3 separate regions of the Zea mays genome follow, and all the other regions are linked to region 1. The links are chromatin contacts, called in public Hi-C maps. All regions are on one chromosome and are shown on one strand. The core of a region is the stretch at or near the end of the contact, and the rest is flanking DNA. Distances in the headings are between cores, read along the strand shown. Region 1 holds the start of LOC100279142. Region 2 holds the start of LOC100273974 (Tubulin-specific chaperone E). Region 3 holds the start of LOC100281976 (splicing factor, arginine/serine-rich 12).

Region 1 (2,648 bases), core at 58-2,557:
TGCTCCCGCCTCCCTCCACAATGCAGTTGTGCGCTGTGTCTGTGTGTGCCTGCCTACACGGCTCTACGTCAGCTGATAGGAAATCGGATGAGACTGGCCTGTCAGGCTGCTGCCTGAAGCGATGATCTGATTGAGTGGCCGCCGCTGAGGGCGTGCTTTATTGCCCGCCATATATAGGGCTCTCTTTACATTACAGAGCCCCTGGGTGCCTATATACCAAAGCAAATAATCAGATCAGTGACTGGCAGTAGCAATAGTGAAGTGAAAAGAGAAGGTAGTAGGACACCGCCTTTCTCCATCTCTACAGTTCTATACCAGAATACCATCTGCTTATCGTTCTCACGATGACGCCGTTTCTGTTGATGGTAGCTAGTTTATGAACGCTGATAGACAGTCTTGCCAGATTTCAGATTCCCTCCCAAGGGTAATTTGGTCATTGTTATCTATCACTAGTCCTGAGTCTGCACTTCATTGTTTGATTGCTCTGTAACTACTGTAGCTGTTCAAACTGCTGCAGCTGCAATCTATAAAAATAAAAGCCATAGCTGGATTAAAGCCGCAGCCAATAATATGCTAAGAAACGATGCCAAACTGCAGCGCCTGACTGACGACTCCATGAGGCATGCATTATTGCATTGTAACTCGTGAGGTTCTTGAGACGAGGCATATACGCTACGGTCGGTTGCCCAGATTTGGCTTTTACCGCGACGCTGCGCACATGTTTTGGTTTGGACTTTGGAATCAAGTGCAGTGCAGAATATGCAGATAGATAGATAGGCGCCAAAAGCCCAAAAGGGGACTGTGCCAGCACGTGACGTGAGAGAAGGCCCCATGGATCATCGATCGGTCCCATGGAGCAGGCGAGGGGCCTCAGATTAGCACGCTCGTGTGACTCCTCGTCAGCGTGCTGCTGCCCATGGACGGATCCACTGCTAGCTTGATGGCAAACCTTGTCGTCACCGGTCACTTGCCTGCCTGCACCGCCGTACGTTTGGCTTCAGGGCCGGTTCGTTTACTCTACTCTGAAACGGTTAAACCGTTCTAGCCGGAATGGTAGATTCATGTTTGTATTAGCATTGGCTAGATGTACAATAATTTGGGGTCCCAATCCTAACTAAACGAACGGGCCCTTAAGCAATCCCTTGCAGGCAAACAACTCACTCATGTGCCCTTCTATCACTAGGCACGCACATAACTCGTGCACGTCCCTATTAATTAATTATAAACCACGGTTGACAGACACGGGACACCCCCAGGCCCCAACCCACCAGCAAGAACGCATTCCCCGGTTCCCCCCCACTCCACTGTCCACCCCGGTCCCCGGCACTCATCAGTCATCACTCCTCCAGCTTGCTCGAGTCACGATCCCTCCCTCCCCCCCACACAGGCAGGCGCCAGGAAAGCAAGCAAGCCGCCGGGACGCGCGGGCGGGCGGCGCATGGCGGAAGGAGGCAGCTCCACGGCACCCTCGGCCCCGCCGTGCTGCGGCCTGGCGCGGCTACTGCGGCGCCTGCGGCGGCAGGGCAGCCGGGCGCTGTGCGCGGCCGCGGCCTCGCGCCGCCACCGCGCGTCGTGCCGCCAGTACGACCCGCTCAGCTACGCGCGCAACTTCGACCTCGGCCGCGACGCCGCCGACGCCGAAGACGCGCGCATCTACTACGCCTGCTCCTTCTCCTCGCGCTACGCGCTCGTCCCGCCCCCCGCCTCCTCGTCCGCCGTCGGCCCCGCTGCTGCCCTGGATAGCCTGCCGGTCGCCGCCAACAGATAGTGCTTGTGCTGTCAAATCAAATGATTCTAGGTAGTATAGGGCTATAGGCAGCTTGGCTGGTGCACCGTCCTCCTTCCTGTACATTAACCAAGGAGAAGGGTACAATTTTATTCCCTTTTCCCTATTTTTTTAAAGTTTAGACCTATGGATGAACTAATACCATTTTTATAGTTTAATGACTTGTTTAGTAGAAGGAGATTAAGATTTGAGAGGCTAAAATCCTTTACCGAATAAAAGGATTTTAGCCACTTTAATTCTCTTGCTCCTAAACATCTATTGTGGATCAAGCCCGATTCATGATTTTAAAAGACTCTAGACCAACCTAGATATCTGCCCCTCTTAATATATATACACTTTTCTAGTTTTATATCGCTAAAAAGGTATTTTAATAGAAAAATATAAACATAAGTGTCAAACTAGTAAAAATTTGACACTCCATTTAGCATTACACAATTTCTCTCAACAAATAGAGCATTTTTTAAGCTGAATTATTCTGGTTGCCTACACCCTTCGTATTCACCACTTATTTCACTCACTATTTTAAACTCCACTATATAAATAATAGAGCATACAATACAAAATAGTGTTCTGCACGCCCGTATACATGGTTTATTGGACACAACCTAAGGATAATAATTAGATCAACATTTGTCAATATATCCTTCTCGATAGAACACGTAGCCAAGCCGTACAGACATTTGGATAATAGTCTGAAATTTTGATTAATTGAAGAATATCAGTTGTTAACATCAAATTATCTAATAAAGTTACTCACAATACTTATAATTCATCTTGTCACAACCACGACATGGTATGTAACATTATGTATGTGACATGATATGTAGTAATAAAAATATTAGTATACATATGTATAAACTTT
Region 2 (2,648 bases), core at 63-2,562, 330 kb before region 1:
CAGTGTGATTGGCAATGACTAACAACAAAAGCTTCAAAGTGACAGTCTGACAGCAATTGGGTATACCAGTTCCCATGTTACACCACAGTTATTGAGAACAAGAATTCGGATATTCTCGAGCATTGGAGTTTCTACAACATCATTCTCCATGGTATTATTTGTCAAATTAAGAACTTCCAGGGATGCCAGTGCTTGACAAAGAGAGAATATATCCTGAGTGGGAACCAAAATGTTTTAGACACAACAAATGAATAAACAGTTAAACACAGAAGCACAGGGGATATGCTGCAAACATTTGGTAGTACCACCAAGACTTTCTCTTGTTGCTTTGATGTTATATAAAGTCACACCAATTGTAAGTGACTAAGTATAGCAATTGAAGTAACAAGAACCATTCTGTGGGAATTCTTACTTGCCACTGTGAGAACAGATTTCCAGTTAAGTCAAGAAGTTTGAGATCTGGAACATGCAAAAAAATAGCTGTCAGAACAAATGGAAACCTAGGCTTTAATAAGTCCCTGAAGAAATAAATGATAGCAGAACGACCTGCTCCAATTGCTAGACGCATTATGGCTTATTTACAATAAAAACAAGCAGTAAATGGACAAGATGATGATACAGTATTTACTTGGAACCAAACTGTTTAGTTCATTGGGCGCTCCAATTGAGCTCACTCCCATGTAAGAAACGGATGCACTGGCCAACTCATTGAAGTTGTTGAGCTTCTCCTGAACTTTGTCTGTGCCAACAAATTCAACCGAGACCCGCTTCTGGCTTGTCGAGAAGACATACATCTCATCTGAACACAGTGCGTCAAAGCATGCAGTCAGGGTTATTACGGAGGGAATTCAAGAAATTGAGGTGATGTTTGCACAAATATTTCTACTCCTTAGCTGAAAAAGGAAGTGAGCATTGCCGGATCAAAGGAACTGTGGAGGCAGCAAATTCAGGAGGCGTCGGTCGGCACGCACTGCAGTACTGCACTAACCCTGTTCCTCCTTGGTGAAGTCCTGAACGCGGTAACGTAGGCGGAGCGCGTCCGGGAGCGAGATCCCTCCGCTGAGCGCCGTGGGGCGCGCGAAGGTGGCCGAGCACTCTCCCACGGCAACAAAGTATCGGCGGCCGGCGAGCGAGCCATCGTGCCGGCCGCCAGCGCCATCATCCCAGTCGACGCCGACCCAGACTCCGCCGTGGCCCTCTACGGGGCCCAGGTAGCGCACCGTGCCTAGGCGGCGGGGGTCGCCGGCGGCGTGCACGCGCTGGCCCAGGCGGAAAGCAGCGGCGGTGGTGCTGGACATGACTGGACGCCGTGGTGGGCAACTGGGCATCTGGTCGTGATTGGTGAGAGGCGTGATGAGTGATGGAAGCCCATTGGGCTTGCCCCAGCTGTGCTTGTTCGGCCCAAACTGATAGTAGATGAAACTAAACAATACCGAACTTAAAAATATATCTAATCTTTCTTATATAGAACATGTACAGTAAATCACAATAATTTATTTTGTAATCATCAAATTATATCTAATCCACACTAATGACGCGGGCTCAGACTTTGCTCAAGATTAAGACCTCTAACGATGAAAATTGCTAATTATGCTCTAGTCCAATAAGAACCCATTAATGTCGCAGCTAAAATAGAGATAAATTTTTAATTGATACTATGGTTGAATTAAAACTATTAAGAACATTGCACAATACACATGAAAATAAACACATAGTGTCTAGTGATAATTGTTTAGTTATAATATTAATTATTATGTTTAGGTTTGATGTAGATTAGATTTGGTTGTTATCTAAATGTTTTTGTTGGGGGCCTTCGGCTTCCGAAGGTCCTCAAAAACATGATTTAACAATGTTTTTGGAGTATAATACATGAACAGGTACCTTCGGACTTGGATCAAAACCACAGTATGAAGAAGTACAAGGAATACGAAGGATGGTGCAGAGCCGAAGCTATGCGCAGGGGAGCTTCGGCATGATAGCAGAAAAGGAAACTGACTTAAAGATGAAAAGGCTATTTAGACCTCGATGGATTACTATGGAGTTATTAGCAAATGTAAAGGGCATGGGTGTAATTTTACATGGGCTGCGTCTGGTGCCTATAAATAGATGAACAGTGCTCCCGTATTGTTCACGCTGACTTTGCATTTGCTTTTGCGTCACGCTTGTACTTTTACCTTCTTTTAAGCCGAAGGTACACTTGTAATTTAATATCATTTCTATTTTTCCATAGTAATAAAATAGAAATGAGCTGATAATAATACATGACTGCTTATATCACCTTTTATGTTGTATATGATTCTTTCTTCATTATTATATGTCTTGTTGACGAAGGTAAGTCCTTCATAACCTTCGTCCGAAAATCATTATATCCCAAGGAAAATAATACTTCGAAGGACGAAGGACTTTAACGTTTAACATTCTTTGTGTTGCCTTTTTCTTAACTCATAGCATTTGAGATCAAGTCCCCAACATTGGCGCCCACCTCCGGTGAATCCTTTCGACCACCTTCGGCAAGCATTTGACCTTCGTCATGCCACCGAAGAAAGCTTCAGTGACAGGGATTGCTGCTCTGCAGCCACTGGACCCAAACCAGGAGACCCTTTCTCTTCGAGAGGCCCGAAGCCAGAAGAGGAAGGCCACCAGTGCAA
Region 3 (2,648 bases), core at 100-2,599, 310 kb after region 1:
CAAGAGTCAAGATCCAATTTTTTGGGCTCACATCCACTCGTTAGCCACTACAGTTAACTGCAGTCTGAACATGAGTAGATGATTGGCCAAAAGGAGCACATGCCTTTTGTTGTAGCAAAAGCAAGCAATATGCAAAGACATGAGCGCTTTTTATGGAAAGGAGATTGTCGAAAAGGTGACTTTACTTGGTTTTTTAACTAGATCCCCGACCCTTTTTCTGAAAGAGCCATGCAATCTGATCTCCAAGCGGCTCTAGCTACTCAGCTTCCCTACGATTTCTACTCCACTTCCCTACGACGACACCTAGGAGGAGCGGAGAGGAGGGAGAGGGGTGGTACCACAGAGGTATGGGATGAATCTGCATTGAGGCAAAGAGGGAGAGGGGGTGGTGCCACAGAAGTATGGGATGGATCTAGATCGAGGCAAAGAGAGGAGAGGCGACCTGTAGATCTCCACCAGCAACTTCTCGTGGTACTCCTTGAGTTGAACCACCCACTCGAAGGCCATCTCCATTCCGTGGGTCATCGTGGCGCAGTAGGGTGCACCGGTGCCATACCCTATGGTGGGGGAGGAGCCAGCCATAGGCTGGAGGACACGTACGTGTCACGGAGCCGCTTGAGGCACCGGTGAGGGACAATGCGCTCGCGGTCCTCCTCTCCTCGACGACCCAGCCAGCCGCTAGAGCCAAATCTCTCGGCATCTATCCGTGCCCTGGATACACACGACCTGTCTCTCCTCGATGTCGACCGCGAAATTGGAGCCCGCCACAACCACGGAGAAGTTGCCCCAGCCACTAGAGTCCGATGTCGCGGTGGTGGAGGCTTGACGGAGGTGGTGGCAGCCAGCATTGTGGCAGAGGGAGAGGAGGAGAGGGCATCAAGGGGGAGGCTGTGGGATCAAACCGCAGTGAGGGACGACGGATCTAGGAGTGGGGGCGGGTGCGACGATGATGGGGCGCAGGCGCGGTGGGGAGGGGCGATGACTACGAGGAGATAGGGGGGAGGAGGGCGAGGGCGGAGCCGTCGAGATTAACGAGGGCGTGCGCGGTGTTCACGCGGCGAGATTAGCGGGGAGGGGGGAGGGCGGAGCCGTGGTGGACGCCCTCCTTACCCTTAAGGGCTGATTTGGTGATCCGGGATCCCGGGAGGATTGGAGCCTCCAATCCTCCCGGGATCCCCTTGTCACCAAATCAACTCTAAGAGTAGTAGAGATTTGTATCCGATACTCTGGGTAATCCGGTTTCACCCTAGCTCCCGCAGTCCCGTGGATCACTTTGCATACAAGCCCTCAAATGTTTCGGAATCACCTGTATCTGTATGTCCCTGATCCACAGACTTTGCGGGCCAAAAATACATGGGCTTTACACTTGGGCCCAACACGAGGCTCCCGGACTCCTCAGTTCCTTCGCTCCTCTGTAACCCGGGGCGGCCGACGAGGCCGGGACCACCGACGGCGACGATGGGCGGCGGCGAGGGCAAGTCCAAGAAACGCCGCTCTTCTACCTCCTCAGGTACCCAGCCACCCAGGGATACCTATCGTATCCCCTATTTGGTTGAATCCGTCGGTTCGTTTTGCTGCGGACCATCGATTTCTTTCTTCCTTGGTTTAGCGGATGAAGAAGGGGGGGAACGGAAGAGGCGGGACAAGAAGGAGAGCAAGAGGAGGAGCCGAGACGACAGGGAGGATGACGATGACAGACACAAGAAGAAGGGGAAACACATCGACAGGAACAAAGGAAAAGGTTGGGTTCCTAAATCGTTACAGCTTCCGGTTCTTTGATTTCGTCAACATTCCAAGGATGTTATGTCACAAAAACATTCCAAGAATGCTAAATCGTTACAGCTTCGGTTATCATTTTCTGAAAAAAAAGCGCTTATTTCTGTGTTTTCGAGGCTCAGCGTGTTAAGTGAATTTCTGCTCGCTCCATGTACACTATGGTTATGTGAAATAAAGCTTTGATAGGTTGTGACTTTGATGTGTGTTTCTGTGTTGATAGAGAGAGATTCGAAGGATAGGCATTCCAAGGAGAAGACGAGCAAGAGAAAAGACAAGGACGCTGTAAGTTCTTTAACGAGTGACGTTATATTCAGACTCAGTTTTGTTGGGCAGTGCCAAGTAAATAGTTAACATTGGCATATTCGGTTCCTTTGAATTACTGATATTTGGTACCTCTTTAGGGCTACGTTTTTTGACTTGGATAAATTGTTGCGGAACATTATGCTTGTCATGGGTCTATAATGGAATGGTGCTCTGAAATAGAAAATGTAGGAGTGTTGGTGTTATGTACGGCCAGGCCTATACTAGGCGCTACAGGGCCTTAGGATAGGGCCCAAGGCCCATAGTTCATACTTATCCATACTTATCTAGATAGCTTAGTTCATACTTATCTAGATAGCTAGCTTCCATATAAATACTTGTAAGACACCTTGAGATTGTCAAGCAGAAACAAGATTGTTTCCGGCTTCCTTTAGGGAGTCGGGATTCCTCCAGTTCTAGCCCTAGCCGCTACCTCTAGCCCTAGCTGGCCGCCCCTGTGGGCTACGCCGTCAATTACGGCGCCGGCTCGGCGTTCGTTGCACTTCAAGCCTTGTCCCCCAATCTCCCACCGCTATAACCTACGATCAGTCAGGCTAGAGGATTTGGTACAT

The links. A called contact is a pair of places that touch in the nucleus more often than the background predicts.
Region 2: a Hi-C map of leaf shows a contact between it and region 1, with 4 times the contacts expected there. The contact joins the promoter of LOC100273974 here to the promoter of LOC100279142 in region 1. A contact is called at or near these places in 2 of 25 Hi-C or Micro-C datasets (leaf and tassel).
Region 3: a Hi-C map of ear shows a contact between it and region 1, with 1.6 times the contacts expected there. The contact joins the promoter of LOC100281976 here to the promoter of LOC100279142 in region 1. A contact is called at or near these places in 2 of 25 Hi-C or Micro-C datasets (ear and tassel).

What each region holds. Positions count from the first base shown.
Region 1 is chr5:87,257,997-87,260,644 of Zm-B73-REFERENCE-NAM-5.0, reverse strand. It overlaps LOC100279142, which reads left to right and starts at 1,307. Exons shown (of 1, transcript NM_001152178.1): 1 at 1,307-1,918. The coding sequence starts at 1,439. The coding sequence ends at 1,768.
Region 2 is chr5:87,584,647-87,587,294 of Zm-B73-REFERENCE-NAM-5.0, reverse strand. LOC100273974 (Tubulin-specific chaperone E) reads right to left here and starts at 1,312. Exons shown (of 15, transcript NM_001360518.1): 1 at 989-1,312; 2 at 629-799; 3 at 413-459; 4 at 67-213. The coding sequence starts at 1,298.
Region 3 is chr5:86,949,564-86,952,211 of Zm-B73-REFERENCE-NAM-5.0, reverse strand. LOC100281976 (splicing factor, arginine/serine-rich 12) reads left to right here and starts at 1,349. Exons shown (of 4, transcript NM_001154893.2): 1 at 1,349-1,510; 2 at 1,610-1,741; 3 at 1,997-2,058. The coding sequence starts at 1,459.